Regions from separate parts of the Mus musculus genome. Here region 2 is linked to region 1. The links are chromatin contacts, called in public Hi-C maps. All regions are on one chromosome and are shown on one strand. The core of a region is the stretch at or near the end of the contact, and the rest is flanking DNA. Distances in the headings are between cores, read along the strand shown.

Region 1 (2,562 bases), core at 23-2,522:
GAGGACTTTTCATAGAAGCTGCTTTCTTTGTAACTATATATTTTTACCTTTTTTGGACGGAGATGTGGGCCAGTATTTCTTCTGTCTAGCTTTCCTTCTCCTCTTGCTCAGGTGTCTGAAACCACCAATTGTTCTTTTAATGAATGGGGTCACAGTGAGTCCCCTTACCACCACAGTGCTTCCTAAGGGCCCACCTCCATTTGTACCTAAACTTGACCTTCCTCTTGCTATTGCTCTTCAGTGACCAATTTCTAAATTCCAGGAACTCGGGGCTGTACTCTAAAGAGCAGCTTTTCTCACTTCTGGCTCTGGGCTTTGACCCACACAACACATCCTGTTAGAAAAAAAAAGTACCAAAAATGGTAATGACAGAGGCATGCACCTCCCCCTGTCTCCTCCCCCTGTCTCCTCCCCCATCCTGATAGTACCTCCAGGAGGTTGAACCTGTGAGGAGGGAGGCTTGCTATCTTTTCATGTGCTGTGAGGATCCTGTGTCTGTTTCTTTGCATTATGAATGCAATGCACATTGTACAAAAGTAAACTACTATGAGTAAAAGGTCTCTATCCCAGTCCTATCCTCAACCCCTGAATTCTGCCCCTGAGAATCAACCTGCTGTTGCACATTTATTGTGTCTGTCTATGGGATTCAATGTGTACATATTTGGTGGCATTTTGTTACTCAAAGTGTGGCATGGTGTCGCACCCGCCTCGTTCTATTGAGAGCACCATGCTCCATTAATCATTTTCCCATACCTCCCTCTTTCTAAACCAAGGGATAATCCTTAGGCATATGAACCTCTGGTTCATTCAAGGAGTTAGCTGAAGGGCATTAAAATTGCTTGAAAAGAAAAAAAAAGAGCAAATAAGCAAGACTGTAGCTCAGTGGCAGTGCTTGCCCAGCATACAGGTTAGCTCCTAGTTCCCTTCTCAGTACTGGGTTCAGCTCCCAGTACTGTCAAAAGACAGGGAGGTGGGGAAGAAAATGGAGAAGCAGTTAATACCCCTGATACCTATGTCCCTACATAATTTCCTTGGATTTAATTCTACATCCAGTGAGAAAATGGGAGGTTTGGAGGCATTGTGTTGTGATTCAAGTACACAAACACCTGGAATTCCTGGAATGTTCCTGCCTGTGTCTCTTGTCATTTTTGTAGAACTCTCCTTTGAAGATTGGGTGCAGAGGTCACTTCCTCTAGTCTTAAACCGTTCTAAACCAGCTCCAGCTGGGGAAATTCACTACTCACTTCTTGAGTATCAATGGTGGTTTCCAAGCTGCAGCTGTGCAAGCACCTCTTCCTCCACCGAGAGACTTGTGAACCCAGATTTCTGAACTACAACCTCTACTCCACCCCCACACACCCCCTTCCAGCCTCACCCCTCCAGAACTTACTACTCTAGAATTCTTAGTGAGCTCTGAGCATGTGCCTTCCTAGCAAGGGCCTGGTGGTGCCCCATCACTTGTCAGAAGCACACTTGGAGAGCCAGTTGCCTCCCTTGTGCCCTCTGCTGAGTTAAGCTTCCTCCCTACCACACCTCAAACATAGGGCATGGATTGGTTCTTTGAAATGCTCAACCACCCTTTCTTTCTTTTTAGTCCAACATCCATGTGAAGGCTGGGGTGATTAGCCCACATTTTCCCTTCATGATTTGGCAGAATTCCCAAAAACACTGTAGTAGTTGTGTGTATGTGTGTATGTGTGTGTGTGTGCGTGCGTGCGTGTGTGTGTGTGTGTGTGAAATGAATAAATGTGTTGAAATAACTTATTGCATTTCTGATAGTGTACCTTTAGGGACTTATGTGTCTTCCATGTCCAGTGCTACCAGCTTTGCTTTGTTGGTCTGCTCTGTAACTGGTACTCTAAATTTTACCTCCACCTCTTGTTTAGTTATTATCTCTGTGGCAGGAGAGGTGATGTTATAATAAAATGTGACTATAAATGTAAGAACTGACACTCTTTATTTCTAGCCATAAATCCTCATATATCCATGTCATTCTATATGTAATGTCCCCCATTCTTGGCATCACTATAACCTCTGTTCCTCATACCAAATTGGTTCTACTCTGTGACACAGGAAAGGTAGTAGATTCTAGTATGACCACACGAGGCCAAGGCTTTGAAATTCTCTAACACTTTGGGACCAGGAAAAGATACAAATTCTGGAGGGAGAAGGAGACTGTAATGAATGAAAATAGAAGAGTAAAGCCCATGGAAAGCCAGACAATAAAGTAGCTGGTGGTGATGGCTGAAAGACATCATAGCCTGGAAACATAAACTTTGTGGTCAGGTAATGTCAAGGAGGGTGTCTTAGTCGGGTTTCTATTCCTGCACAAACATCATGACCAAGAAGCAAGTTGGGGAGGAAAGGGTTTATTCAGCTTACACTTCCACATTGCTGTTCATTACCAGGGAAGTCAGGACTGGAACACAAGCAGGTCAGGAAGCAGGAGCTGATGCAGAGGCCATGGAGGGATGTTACTTACTGGCTTGCTTCTCCTGGCTTGCTCAGCTTGTTTTCTTATAGAGCCCAGGACTACCAGCCCGGGGATGGCACCACCCACAA
Region 2 (2,562 bases), core at 40-2,539, 270 kb after region 1:
GCCAGGCTCCCAGTTCAGGTACTAGAGAAGGTATAAGTGAATGTGATCAACTGGTTTTATTTTTTATTTTTACTTTTTCAATTAATGGGGAAGTCAGAGGAAACTGTGGAAAAGGAACAAGGTTTTGATTATTTAAAAGTAGTTGATGGCTTTCAACATGGACATACTTAATGTGAAAGCCCATAAGTCATAATAACGTTCTTTAACCTAGGAAGTTGAACTTCAGACTAGAGATGGAAATTTTGGATATCTTGGCATGAACTTAACACTGCAAGTAAGTAAGTAAGTGGGTAATGATGTCCAGGAATAAAGAGCCAAGAAGCTCATTGAGGTCAAGACCTGAAGTTGACCCTATATTAATAAATTATGCAGTAGACATGGTTGGCCAAAGAAGTTGATATGGAAGAACTGGAAAGAAGGATAGAGGAAAGCACCCAGGCTTTGGTTTTACTAAGCACAAGAGATAAAGTCTTCTAGATTAAGGTTGTAATGAAATGCTACTTAGAATTCACCAGGGAAGTGTTGGGTCCACATTGTAGGATTCTGAGATCTTCTTGCCCTCACATAATAGATTCATCTTTTATTCTTGCTGTGTCTAGGAACAACTAGGAAAGAAAACCTCATTGCTTATTACAAATTATGAAATTCTTTTCAAGTAAACGATGTCATAATCACACAGTGAAGGATTTTCCATCTTCCAAATGAGGAACTAGTTTCTTGGAGAAGATAACTTTCTTTTCCTAAGTAAAATACCTGGTATTACAGTATAACTAGACCTAGTCTAACGTTCTGTACTAATATATCAGTGGTTGGTAGATGACGGAGATGTGAGGTCATATGCCAGTTCACATATATTATCTATAGCAGTGGTTCTTACCCTTCATAATGCTGTGATCCTCCAATATATTTCTACATGTTGTGGTAAACCCCAATCATCAAAGTATTTTTGCTACTATTAGTAACTGTAATTTTGTAACTGTTATGAATCACACTGTAAATATCTGTGTTTTCTGGTGGTCTTAGGTGACCCCAGTGAAAGGGTTGTTCACTACGGTTCTTTAGGTTGTGACCTAAAGGGTTCACAATCTACAGGTTGAAAACCACTGAGCTATACAAATATATGTACTTTGGAATGTATTTGTATAGTCCTATGTGTATGTGTGCACCTGCATTTCCTCAAAGTTGAAGCATAAAGATAAAGTAAACTTCAGCGTGCAAAGAGAGTGGCCACATTTCCTAGAATAGAAGAGGATGTGGTCCCATATTGTGTTAAGGTGATTGATGGGAGGGAAGAGCCTGACAGTGTCAACCAATAGCTGTAGAGGATTGACAGTGTGTGAGGTTATGTTCCAGCATCTGTCATCGTGAGAACTGGTCTCCAAATGCAGATGTTTACAGAAGACAGGCTCAGAGCCCCTCAGTATGAAGCAGCTTCAGCTGCAGATCAAGATTTCTAGGTATTTCTCCATAGTAAAAACAAGTGAAGCAGCAGCGACATCTACAAAGAGAAAACAGGAAAATATAAAGTGGAGGTATGAGTCCTTCTTCCACTTCTTTGCTCACATTAGTCATATTAAAATATTTATATATACATGAGTATTGCATTTACATAATTTTCAACTCTCTCCTCCTCCAAATCCTTCCCTACTCTCTCTCGAATTCATGACCTCTTCTCTTTATTTTATTGGATATTTTCTTTATTTACATTTCAAATGTTATCCTTTTCCCGGTTTCCCCTCCAAAAAACACACTCCTCCCTCTTCTTGCTCACCAACCCACCCACTCCCGCTTTCTAGCCCTGGCATTCCTCCACATTGGGGCATATAACCTTCATAGGACAAAGGGCCTCTCCTCCCACTGATGACCAAGTAGGCCATCCTCTACTGCATATGCAGCTGGAGCCATGAGTCCCACCATGTGTGCTCCTTGGTTGGTGGTTTAGTTCCTGAGAGCTCTGGGGGGTACAGGCTAGTTCATATTGTTGTTCCTCCTTTGGGGCTGCAAACCCCTTCAGATCCTTAGGTCCTTTCTCTAGCTCCTTCATTGGGGACCCTGTGCTCAGTCAAATGGATGGCTGTGAGCATCCACCTCTATATTTGTGAGGCACTGACAAAGCCTCTCAGGAGACAGCTATATCAGGCAAGTACTTGTTAGCATCCACAACAGTTTCTGGGTTTGGCAATTGTAAATGGGATGGATCTACAGGTGAGTCAGTCTCTAGATAGTCATTTTTTTTCAGTCTCTACTCCACACTTTATCTCTGTAACTCCTTCCATGGGTGTTTTGTTACCCCCTTCAAAGATGGATAGAAGTAGCCACACTATTATGACCTCTTCTCTAATTATTGTGTTCTCTCTCTCTCTCTCTCTCTCTCTCTCTCTCTCTCTCTCTCTCTCTCTCTTTCCTCTGTATGTAAATACAACATTCTGATTTCATTTCTGTTGCTCATATGTGCATGCATTTAGGGCTCACTACTTCAATTTGGATAACATATTAGGCAATTATTTACTATGGAAATTGATTTATTCTCCTGTCTCTTTGTCCTTCAATTGCATGTATATC

What was found. A called contact is a pair of places that touch in the nucleus more often than the background predicts.
Region 2: a Hi-C map of Th1 cells shows a contact between it and region 1, with 2.5 times the contacts expected there. The contact joins two enhancer-like sites. A contact is called at or near these places in 1 of 15 datasets of contacts at CTCF or cohesin (CD8 T cells), 2 of 484 Hi-C or Micro-C datasets (Th1 cells and Th2 cells) and 2 of 115 datasets of contacts at active chromatin or transcription factors (CD8 T cells and memory CD8 T cells).

The regions. Positions count from the first base shown.
Region 1 is chr15:62,456,914-62,459,475 of GRCm38.p6, forward strand. No RefSeq gene overlaps it. Among named protein-coding and RNA genes, the nearest start is that of Gm41333, 210 kb to the right of the region's middle. Within about 2 kb of position 1,273, at least 32 of the 459 cell types and tissues checked have an H3K27ac peak or open chromatin away from gene starts, as enhancers often do. A contact at or near this core is called in CD8 T cells, Th1 cells, Th2 cells and 1 more, where this site is marked.
Region 2 is chr15:62,729,417-62,731,978 of GRCm38.p6, forward strand. No RefSeq gene overlaps it. Among named protein-coding and RNA genes, the nearest start is that of Gm41333, 62 kb to the left of the region's middle. Within about 2 kb of position 1,290, at least 31 of the 459 cell types and tissues checked have an H3K27ac peak or open chromatin away from gene starts, as enhancers often do. A contact at or near this core is called in CD8 T cells, Th1 cells, Th2 cells and 1 more, where this site is marked.